Linked DNA regions of Sus scrofa: region 1 is linked to region 2. The links are chromatin contacts, called in public HiChIP or PLAC-seq maps. All regions are on one chromosome and are shown on one strand. The core of a region is the stretch at or near the end of the contact, and the rest is flanking DNA. Distances in the headings are between cores, read along the strand shown. Region 1 has its middle 40 kb from the start of MIR98. Region 2 overlaps IQSEC2 (IQ motif and SEC7 domain-containing protein 2).

Region 1 (5,821 bases), core at 1,027-3,526, 200 kb after region 2:
ATATTTAGTGAAACATTATTCTAGGTGTTTGTGTGAGGGTGATTTTGTCTTTTTTTCTTACGGCCACACCCGAGGCATATGGAGTTTCCGAGACTAGGGGTCAAATCGGAGCTGTAGCCGTTAGTCTACACAACAGCCACAGCAACACAGGGTCTGAGCCATGTCTATGACACCACAGCTCACCGCAACACCCGATCTTTAACCCACTGAGTGAGGCCAGGGATAAAACCTGAGTCCTCATGGATGCCAATCAGATTCATTTCTGCTGAGCCACGAGGAGAACTCCTGTAAGGGTGATTTTGGGTGAGATTAACATTTAAATCAGGAGTTCTTGCTGTGGTGCAGTGGGTTAAGGATCTCCCATTGTTGCAGCTGTGGCATAGGTCTAAACTGTGGCTTGGATTTGGTCCCTGGCTGGGGAACTTCCATATGCTGCAGAAAAAGACAAAAACAAACAACAACAACAACAACACACACACACAAAAAAAAAAAAAAAGGAAAGGAAAAGAAACGAAACATAGAAACATTTAAATCAGTAGCCTGAGTAAAGTAGATTGCCCTCCCCGATGCAGATTGGCCTCATCCAATCTGTCGATGGCCTGAATAGAACAAAAAGGCAGGTGAAACCGAATTCCTCCGCCTGACTGCTTTCTTCGAACTGGGATATCTGTTTTTCCTGCCTTTGTGAACTGAAATAGTGACTCAGTCTTGAGCTTGCTGGCCTGCGAACTGGAACTACACCAACAGTTCTGGGTTCTTAGGACTTCAGGTTTGGATAGGAACTATACCATTGGCTCCCCTGGCTCTTCAGCTTGCTAAGTCACCGCCATGAAGATCTTGGGACTTGTCAGCCTCTGTCGTTGTACAGGCCAGTTCCTTATAAATCTCTTCATGTACATCCTCTTGTTTCTGTTTATCTGGAAAACTCTGACTAATACAAAAAGGAAAGTGAGTTGGAAAAAAGGAGGTGGTGGTCAAAGAATGATGGGTATGGATGGCTGAAGGAGGGTGGGTACAACATCAATGGAGAAGAAGAACTCAGGGAACAGTGAGGCCAGAGGCTTGGAATGTGTATTTTGAATCCACCATCATGTAGATTTTGAAATCCCCAAGATTCTGAACAAGAGAGGAGTTGGAGAGAGTGACAGTGAGCCAAGAAAAGAAAATTTTCAAAACCCAAGGAGGCTTGGTGAGGGATGTGGTAGATGACTGTAACAAAGACACAGAGAAAGCCTTGTAGACTGATGTTTGTGCCTCAAAGGAGCTGGAGGACTTCTTGAGTATGGTCTTGGGACATGTGTGTGTGTGTGCACGTGTGCAAGGACAGCTATATCTCCTAAATCACTGGTATGGGAACTATGAGAGGGAATTCAGTATTCAAGAGAGATGTACTATTGTCTGGGAAGATTCATGTTCCTGCTGAAGCAAGAAGGCAAACTCAACTTTCAGAGAAGAGGTTGAGGATGGAGGGATTCTGCTGATGACTCAGCGTGAGTTCTAGAAGGCAACATCTCAGGAGTTGGGTCAGAAAAGAAAGTTGGGTGATGATTGTTTCCAACCATGATGGAGTAACAAGGACTAGATTTACTTTTACCTTAAACAACTAAAAAACTAGATAAAATATATTGAACAGTGGTTTCTAGACATTAGACAACAGGATGGAGTTCCCATTGTGGCTCAGCAGAAATGAATCTGACTAACATCCATGAGCGCACAGGTTCGATTCCTGGCCTTGCTCAGTGGGTTAAGGATCTGGCATTGCTGTGAGCTGTGGTGTAGGTCACAGACGTGGCTTGGATCCCGTGTTGCTGTGGCTGTGGTGTAGGCTGGCAGCTGTAACTCTGACTCTACCCCTAGTCTGGAAACTGCCATATGCTGCAAGTGCAGCCCTAAAAAGCAAAAAAAAAAAAAAAAAAAAAAAAAAAAAAAAAAAAAAATCCCAAAGCAATTATAAATGTAATTCATACATTCAAGAAGATAGAGCAAAGCATGAGCAGAGCTGAAGTACAGCACCCAGGGAAGACCCTACACCACCCCACCCCCCCAAACTCAGAGCTGAGATCCAGTCCCTGTTGGAGAACGAATGGTTGTTGTTCTTTGGATGGTGGAACTTGCTAGAAATCTGCTTTCTGGAACTTACCAGAAATCCACCCTCTGGGTCCAGAAGAATGCTGTTTCTGTGGAGATGTGTCATCAGAAGCACTCTGCTACAAAGGAGGGAGTGTGCCAGAGGAAGTTGCTGGGCACTGCTGGTTGCCCTGTGTTGCAAGAACTTGAGAATGGAGACTCTGTGAGAGCTTCAGAAGCCAGGACCAAACTGCTACTAAGCTGGCTGATGAAGGATCAGGGAGGAGCTGCTGGACCCTGAGTGCTGGTGGTCACCACACATGGCAGGAGCCAGACACTGGAGAATGTGTGTGTGTTTTAAGACAGAGATGTTGGAGAAAGCTGTATGTGCCACAGGACCCTGCGGAGTGGGCAGACCAGAACCAGGAAGCAAATCCATTTTCCTCCTTGCAATGTCTCTTCAGTGCCCTCTACTGGCAAAGCTCTAGTGCCAGCTGGCAAAGGAAAAAACTGAATGGACCCAATCCATTTGTGTAGAGCAGGCATAAACAGTGAATTTGAAGCCAAGAGGCAAAAATCAATAAATGACCCAATAATCCACCCCTTTGACTACCCAGCTTCTGTGTGTGCCCTTCTACTCACATTAGAATTCGTGCACAAAAACAATTCTACTTGTACTGGACAAGATATAGCTATTCTTCTTGTAACAAAGTTACCACCCTTTCCCGAAAATGAAGAGACACACACTCCCAAGAATCATTGTACCCATTGCTGTCTGGGTAAATTATTTCTCAATTTTAGTCACAGTCCCACTGATACTCTATTATTTGGAGTTCCCATCTTGGCGTAGCGGAAATGAAATGACTAGGAACCATGAGGTTGTGGGTCCCATTCCTGACCTCGCTCGGTGGGTTAAGGATCCGGCGTTGCCATGAGCTGTGGTGTAGGTCGCAGACGTGGCTCGGATCTTGCATTGCTGGGGCTGTGGTGTAGGCCGGCGGCAACATCTCCAATGAGACCCCTAGGCTGGGAACCTCCATATGCTGCGGGTGCAGCCCTAAAAAGACAAAAAAATAAAAATAAGATTAATTTGTAAAATTAACTTCTAACAGCATTTGTATACACAACAAAAATGATATAAAGTAAAAACAGGATGGAGAGAGAAAAGGAAAGTAGCCATCATATACAAATAAACATGTCAATATAAGAAAAAGAAAACAAGCAAGCTTAAAATAGCATTCATTTATGTTGTTGTTTGTTTTGGGATTTTTTTTTTCTTTTTTAAGGGCCACACCTGTGGCATATGGAAGTTTCCAGGCTAGGGGTCAAATCTGAACTATAGCTGCTGACCTACACAGATCCTTAACCCACTGTGCCAGGCTGTGGATCAAACCTGTGTCCTAGCGCTTCCAAGATGCAGTTGATCCATCATTCATCTGTCGATGGACATTTAGGTTGTTTCTATGTCTTGGCTATTGTTGAGTAGTGCTGCAATGAACACAGGGGTACATGCATCTTTTTCAACGAAAGTTTTGTCCAGATATATGCCCAGAAGTGGGATTGCTGGATCATATGGTAGTTCTATATTTAGTTTTTCTTTCTTTCTTTCTTTCTTTCTTTCTTTCTTTCTTTCTTTCTTTCTTTCTTTCTTTCTTTCTTTCTTTCTTTCTTCCTTCCTTCCTTCCTTCCTTCCTTCCTTCCTTCCTTCCTTCCTTTCTTTCTTTCTTTCTTTCTTTCTTTCTTTTTTGTCTTTTTGCCTTTTCTTGAGCCGCTCCTGCGGCATATGGAGGTTCCCAGGCTAGGGGTCGAATCGGAGGTGTAGCTGCCAGCCTACGCCAGAGCCACAGCAACGCGGGATCCGAGCCGCGTCCCACAGCTCACAGCAATGCTAGATCCTTAACCCACTGAGCAAGGCCAGGGATGGAACCCACAACCTCATGGTTCCTAGTCGGATTCGTTAACCACTGCGCCACGACGGGAACTCCATATATTTAGTTTTCTAAGGTACCTTCATACTGTTCTCAATAGTGGTTGTACCAATTTACATTCCCACCAACAGTGAAGGAGGGCTCACTTTTCTTTCCACTCTCTCCAGCATTTGTTATTTGTTGACTTGTTAATGATGGCCATTCTGACCAGTGTGAGGTGGTACCTCATTGAGGTTTTGATTTTCATTTCTCTGATAATTAGTGACGTTGAGCATTTTTTCATGTGCCTATTGGCCATCTGTATGTCTTTGGAGAAATGTCTATTTAGATCTTCTGCCCATTTTTCGATTGGGTTGTTTGTATTTTTGTTGTTGAGTTGTATGAGTTGTTTGTATATGTTGGAGATAGGCCCCTGCCAGTTGCCTTGTTTGCAAAGATTTTCTCCCATTCTGTAGGTTGTCTTTTAATCTTTTGAATGGTTTCCTTCGCTGTGCAAAAAGCTTTTGAGTTTAATTAGATCCCTTTTTTTATTTTTGTTTTTCGATTATTTTTTACTATTGGGTACAGAAGGACTAAGAGGCACCCCAAATAATCCTATGGCTTGTAGATATAGTCCTCTATGCCTTCTTTGTGCAGCAGCAACCTGCTTTCTCCTTGATAGTGAAGATTCCAGCCAGTAAATTAACTCTATCTCCTCCCATTTTTTTTCTCCTATAGTTTCCTTATTGGCATAGAGCTCAAAATGTCTGAACTTCTGGAGTTCCCCTTGTGGCGCAGTGGTTAGCGAATCTGACTAGGAACCATAATGTTGCGGGTTCGATCCCTGGCCTTGCTCAGTGGGTTAAGGATCCGGCGTTGCCGTGAGCTGTGGTGTAGGTTGCAGACGCGGCTCGGATCCCGCGTTGCTGTGGCTCTGGTGTAGGCTGGCAGCTACAGCTCCGATTAGACCCCTAGCCTGGGAACCTCCATATGCCGCAGGAGCGGCCCAAGAAATGGCAAAAAGACCAAAAAAAAAGAAAAAAAAAAGAAAAAATGTCTGAACTTTCAATTCAGTATAACCATCAATGTGCCCCCTGGTAGAGGCCTCTCCCACTGGCAAAGAAGACTTATCAGAATTTAGGGCACAGTGTCCCCAGCTTCATGTGGGTCTTCTCACATCTACCCATCCATCATACAGGATCCTGTTCCTTCCACATCGATGCCCTCAGTTTACTTATTTATTTATTTTTGCTTTTTAGGGCCCGCACCCTTGCCATACGGAACTTCCCAGGCAAGGGGTCAAATCGGAACTGATGCTCCCAGCCTACGCCGCAGCCACAGCAACGTGGGATCCGAGCTGCATCTGCGACCTATACCACAGCTCACGGCAACACTGGATCCTTAACCCGCTGAGCGAGGCCAGGGATCGAACCTGCATCCTCATGGCTAATAGATTTATTTCTGCTGAGCCACGACAGGAACTCCTGCCTCAGTTTACTGGTAGACATCCTGTGAGTCTAGGAGTTCAACTTGCATTGTAATTCAACCAGTTGTAGGATGATATTCTGCGTTTGATTTTTCAGCAGAAAAAGATTGATGTCCCAGCTCAAAGATAGTCACTGGAGTTCCCATTGTGGCTCAGTGGTAACGAATCTGACTAGTATCCACGAGGATGTGGGTTGGATCCCTGGCCTCCATCAGTTGGTTAAGGATCCGGCATTGCTATGAACTGTGGTGTAGGTCACAGATGTAGCTGAGATTCTGCGTTGCTGTGGCTGTGGCATAGGCCTATCACAGACCCCTAGCCTGGGAAATTCCATATGCCATGCGTGCGGCCCTAAAAGGCA
Region 2 (6,010 bases), core at 1,784-4,283:
AGAGAAGGCAAGTTTATTTTGGTGCCAACCAGGCATGCAGCCAGCTTAGGGGTCACCAACTTCCTGGGGCTGGACAAGGCAGGGGCAGGGGCACGCAAACAGGAAGGGGAAGGAGGACCCCCTTCCCCCTCATGAGCTTCCTGGAAAGGTACCTCCTTTGGGAAAATTACCCATCTCCCCCCCCCCCCCGCCACTTCCCCACTTCCCTCCTCCTCTGTCCCACTGTCAGATTCCAGTTCTACCCCCTCCAGCCTCTCATCCTTACAATTGGCTTCTCCTCATCAACAAACTCCCATTTGGGCTTGCCAGAGCTGGCTCATCTATGTCTGTAGCCTGCTTCCATCCCTCCCCCACAGATCAGCCAACACAGGCCTGGTACAGAGAGAATGCTCTGTACGTGCTTCTGGAATACCACTGGGTTAACACTGGTATAGCACGGTGACCATGACCGCATCTTTAATGGTCTGGATTCCTATCCTAGTTCTATCGGGGCGGGGGAGGATTATTTTAACTCTCTGAGTCTTAGTTGCCTTACCTATAAAGTGACTAGATTATATAGCCTATAAGATTATTGTGAAGATGAAATGAGAGGATACAGGTAAAGTGCCCAGCACAGTGGCCGGCATATATGGGCTCTAGCTGTCACTAAGCAAATGGCTGCTGACGCTGATAAATCACACCCCACCCGAGGCCTGAGGAGGCAGCAATTACGCAGTTCCAAGACTGGCTCCACCACCTAGGACCTGAGGGAGCTCAGACCAGCCACATAAGCTCCCAGAGCACTGGCTCATATGGAGAAACAGAGATTCGCGATGTGACACCATAGATTTACTGTAAAGGTTTGAACCTGTCAAGGGGAGCTCAGCTCTCAGAAGCAGCGCAATGCATTTGCAGCAATGATCACTGAGGGGAGCAGGAGGAGCTCAGACCTGGGGGGCCAAAGAAACCCAGGAAGGAGGAAGCAGTCAGGGTGGACAGGGGGCAACTCGGGGAAGGCTTCCCCAGGTTGCTTCCCTCCCCAACCCCCCCCCAGGGGGGGGCAGAGAGCATTCAGCAGGCACTATGACAAAATTCCAGGCAAAGGAAGAGGTGGGAACAGAGAGCTGGGCAGGAGGGGCAAGCAGGCTGCGCAGAACAGGAGGCAGCGCGGGAGGGAAGAGTTGGATGCAGCTGGGGCAGCCCTGGGGACTGGTGGTGTCTTGGACATGTGGATGGGGGAGCCACGGAAGGTCCGTGAGGTCTCGGCCACCCTGGATTGCCAGAAGGTCAAAACAAGGAAGAATCTTAGAGACTATCGAATCCAAACTCCCGTTGGACAGATGGGGGCACTGAGGCCCAGAGTGGGAGGCCTCCTCTGGGAACTGAGCCAGCGCTGGCTCCTCCTCCCACTTCTCCTCCGGCAGCAGCGGCTCCCGTTGCCATGGGGACGTCCCTGGCTCTGCGGGTGTCAGCAGCTCCCCCACCCCCTCCCTCCTTCCCTAGCAACAGGCCACCTCCTCTGGCTCTCATCCTTGCGTGCCTGGCAACCCCAGCCCAGTCCCCAGCGCCCCAGCCTGACCCTTACTGCATCAGCAATGCCTTTAGGACTGGACTGACCTCCTCTGCTGCTGGCAGAAGCCCCTGCCCCTCCGTTTCCAAGTTTTACCCCTCTCCACATTTCTCAAGCTTGACTATCCCATAAATGACAAAGGATTGGGTTAGTGGACAGTGACAGCGGAGGGCAGGGCACTGCCGTGTGTTGAGCCACTATTTTATGCTGAGCATCGCTTTAAGTTCTCTCCTCAACCCAAAGAAGTCAGAATTATTGACTCCATTTTAAGGATGAGGAAAGTTAGGATCAGAGAAGCCAAGTGACTTGGCAAAGAACAGACAGCTGGGAAGCAGGCCTTGCTGAGAGCTAGTGTGTGACCTTGAGCCATAGCCAGTCCCTTTCTGGACCTGGGTTTAAGGTGCCTGTAGGTCTGACAACTTCTCATGGATCTATAGGAGGTCCAGACACCTTCCTCTGCTCACAGTCCTCTCGAGATACCAGCTGTTCAGCTCTAATTAGACTCCACACTTCCCCTGGCACCCCATACCTGGAAGTCCTCATGCCTGGGACCACTCCTTGCTGTTCTACTCCCACGACAGTGGAGGGATAGCTCCTCTACTTGGTGTTTCTTCTTCTTCTTCTTCTTCTTCTGGTCCTTTTTTTTTTGGGGGGGGGGGGCTACACCCACGGCACATGGAAGTTCCCAGGCTAGGGGTCAAATTGGAGCTGCAGCTGCCGGCCTACACCACAGCCACAGCAACGCTGGATCCTTAACCCATTGAGGGAGGCTAGGAATCAAATCTGCGTCCTCATGGATATCAGTCAGATGCGTCACTGCTGAGCCACAACGGGAACTCCTACTTGGTGTTTCTTCTACCTTCTTAAGCTTTCCCCTCCACACACACGATGTTTAGATCAGGACCCTGGAACCCGATGCCTAGATCCAGGTGCTGCCCTTTCTGTGCTGCAGAGCCCAGCTTCCCCTAGCTCTCACTGATGACAGAAGGTGTCTTGCGGCCCAGGCCTGACCAGACCAGCCTTCTGAATTTTGACATTTGTTCCTCTCCTGCCCAGATCTGTTTTAGCCTGACTGACTGGCCCCCTCTCCTTCCCCCCCGCCCCCGATGCCTGCTTGTTTCATTTCCAGGGACACCCTCCTTCTACAAAGTCTGCGTGACAGTCACTCACAGCCCAGCTCAGACACCCACTGTCTCCAGAAAGCTCTCCCTGAGCCCTAACTGAAGTGAGCTCAAGAATTTCCATGCAGGTCCTGAGAGCCTCCTCAGAAGACCCCACCCAGCCCTGGTTCCAAGGTAAAGGATCTATTCCACCATGTTTGCAAGATTTTTGCCCCATGAGTGGTATCTTAGGCCCCTTCCACAGCCCAAGTTTGACACTTGCTCCCCGGCAGTTGCTGTGTCCTCAAGGCCCCTTGTAGCCTCCTTGACTGGAGTCCAGGGTGGCTGTCGGGAAGTACATCTTAGTGAGACAAGTGCTGGCTTTGGAAGCAGACAGTCCAGGGTATGAGTCAGAGTGATGCCGCCCTGCCCCATTGCTCTTCCTTCCTTGGGCAAGACACTGACCCTCTGGGGAACCTCATTTTCCTCATTCGTAAATCGGGGATCCCAGTCCGCGTCTAATTGGGCTCTCGTGAGCATTAAATAAGATCATGTTCAGAGTTCTTAGTATATCAAGAGGAGATGCTAACTGCTATGACTACTAATATTAGGGTGAGGATGAGGAGGACTATTCTTATCTGCAAGGCTGTCGAGAGCTCCTGCAGGGATGGGCGTGGGCAGGGTTCTGGGCTTGTTGCCAGGCAGACCTGGGTTTGAATCCTGCCTCCGCCAAAAATCAGTTGCGTGGCTATGGGCAAAACCTAGAACCAGCCCGGGGCTCAGTTTCCCCAACTGTAAAATAATGATGATAAGGCCAGTCCAGGTTCCACCTACAGTGTCACTGGGAGGATCAAACAAAAGAAAGTCCCTGGCAACTTCTGTAAGTTGTAAAGTATGTCATCATATGATTTAGGATTATGATAATTATGAAACACCCTGAGCTTTAGGTCCTAGGAACTCCTCTGCTGGGAAGAGCTAGGGACATTGTCAGTCGAGTTCCTGGATAAGTAGCAGGCATGTCAACGGGGGTGCCTTGGGGGCCTATGCTTGGAGTCAGCTCAACTTGCTTTTCTCCAAACCCACAGTGGGACATTGGGATCAGTGTCCTCTGCTAGGTTAATGCCTTCCTAAATGCTAGGATAGGCTGTGCCCAGGCCACACTAATCACATCCCGTCATCTACCCCTTGCCTGGAACACTGGGCCTGACTGGCATCTATCACGCTTCCCCTGCTTTCCTGCTGGCCTAACAGAGCGTGCTTCCCATCCCACAGCCCCTACCTTGGCCCAGGGCACCGGTGTGCTCATCCCGTCCCTTCTGCCTGGGATGCTAAGACTCGGTGTGTCTCATCACGCATCACCGTCTGTATGCTGAGCTCCTCGGCCCCCCTCCCATATCCACCGCCTGGATGCCAGGACCTGGGCCGCTGCATATGGCCGGGCAAGCTGTGCCTTACACAAGGGTTTGCAGCTGAGAGGGCATGAGTCTGGGCTGAAATTCAATCTGTGCTCGGCTCATCAAGCCGGGGAACCCTGATGAGGGGCTGCAGGAGCCTGGTGGAAAGGGAACATGCCTCCAACTGATCCACTCAGAGGATTCTACTCTTCACATCGGTGCTGTATTTCAGTCTCAGCCCTGGCTGGGACCAAGTGTGTCCTTCTCATGCTGCTGCTGCCTGGACCCATCTCATTTCACAGGCCCAGTCCATAGCCCCTGGCCTGGATGCTGGCCAACTGGGCTCTATCCTGAGCCCCCCATCACTCCCACATAGTCCCTATCCTTGACCCTTGTGTTTTCACCAAGCTTCTGATGGGTTAAGGCCTGGGAAATGCGACTAACAGCCCTTGTCTCTACCCCAGTTTTACCCCCACCTCTTCAAATGGCAGATCGATCACACCCTGTAAACTCACTGAAGCTTATAAGCCTTTTTCACCAAGCATGCAAAAAAAAAAAAGTGCTCTTGTTACCATAATGCATATTTCTAATGCCTAGAATGTGTCACATCAAAAGCCCATCCGAATCGCACTACTCAGGGCTAGCACAGTTCAGGGAAAAGGGCAAACACCAGATCAGGGAAACGGCAATTCTATCGTGCCCTCTTCCCCTGGGAGGAGAGATGGAGAAGGTCCTGGGTCCAGAGCCGACCTCTTTGCAGGTCAGCTTTCCCATCTGGGCAGCTCACATGAGCCTCTTCAGTGTCCAACCAAGCCCCCGAGTCGGCTAGGGTCAGAAAGACTAAGGAACCATTTACGACCCCGTCCCCGCACCTGCCACATTCACCCTGGCCCTCCTGCTCCTCTCCATCTCCACCCTTAATGCCAGTGGGACAAAACCCCTGGAGTTGGCCCCCCTGCCCCTCCCATGGATCCTGAAGTGACAAACCAGAGGTCCCCACCCCAGTCCCTGCCCCATTTCCCAACTACTATCAAAAAAAGGAGGTACTGACCTGACTGTTCTGGAATTCTCACCATCAGATCTGAAAGAGAAAGAGAGGAAAAAACCAAGAGTCAGCACATACCCTCTATTCCCCCTCTCCCTCTGCCCTATGCAGCAGCCTTGAGAGCTAATATGCATCGTGAAAATGAGGGGTAGGGCATTTCGTGCAGAAAGAATAGCCAGTGCAAAAGGCCATGAGATGGCGGAGGGCCTGGCCAGTTGCTGGGACAAAGAGGAGGACAGCGTGGCTGGGGTGGAGTGAGTGAGGGGAAGGGTGGCTGGGGGTGAGGTCGAGTAGGTGCCAGGAACCAACCATGTTCTAGCCTCGTGGGCTCATGGTGAGGGGTCTTCCTTGGAGTGGCTGAGAGGCAGCCTGTAGCTGCAGGAAGAGGCAGAGCCCGAGGTTTAAACACAGAGAGACCTGGCTCAGATAGTGGCTCTGCCACTTACCAGATCTGGGTAAGTCACCTCCCTGCCTGGAATCTGAGCCTCAGTCTCCCCGCTTGTAACACAAGGCCAATCTTCGCAGGGCTGTTGGGATGATTAAGCCCTTTGGAACCCAGCAGACAAATGCCAGGTATTATTAACAACATAGAAAAGGCTTTGCCAATTGCCTGGTCCAACCTGCTTATTTTCCGGATGAAGAGAATGAGGCTGAGAGGGTGAGTGAGTCAGCTGCTGGGCTCCTTTCTACTACACTGGTCTGCCTTCTTCATAGTGAGCCCCCACCTCAGAGGCAAAGGAAGGGCAAGAGAAGAGAATGGCTTTGGGGACAGCTTTGAGGGGACTGAGCAAATGAGGGAAATCAGAACCACAGCCCTCTGGCTGCTCCTCCCTAAAAAGGGTGTGTGTGTGTGCGTGTGCGTGTGCGTGTGCGTGTGTGTGTGTGTGTGTGTGTGTGTGTAGGAGAGGGACAGTGGGGGTGG

The links. HiChIP or PLAC-seq counts read pairs in DNA pulled down with a chosen protein or histone mark.
Region 1: a contact with region 2 is called in an H3K27ac HiChIP or PLAC-seq map of alveolar macrophages. The contact joins two enhancer-like sites. A contact is called at or near these places in 1 of 47 Hi-C or Micro-C datasets (embryonic fibroblasts) and 2 of 2 datasets of contacts at active chromatin or transcription factors (alveolar macrophages and skeletal muscle).

Annotation. Positions count from the first base shown.
Region 1 is chrX:46,259,760-46,265,580 of Sscrofa11.1, forward strand. No RefSeq gene overlaps it. Among named protein-coding and RNA genes, the nearest start is that of MIR98, 40 kb to the right of the region's middle. Within about 2 kb of position 2,277, at least 12 of the 83 cell types and tissues checked have an H3K27ac peak or open chromatin away from gene starts, as enhancers often do. A contact at or near this core is called in alveolar macrophages, where this site is marked.
Region 2 is chrX:46,062,503-46,068,512 of Sscrofa11.1, forward strand. IQSEC2 (IQ motif and SEC7 domain-containing protein 2) reads right to left here. Exons shown (of 17, transcript XM_021079683.1): 2 at 5,095-5,124. Among named protein-coding and RNA genes, the nearest start is that of IQSEC2, 29 kb to the right of the region's middle. Within about 2 kb of position 3,034, at least 3 of the 83 cell types and tissues checked have an H3K27ac peak or open chromatin away from gene starts, as enhancers often do. A contact at or near this core is called in alveolar macrophages, where this site is marked.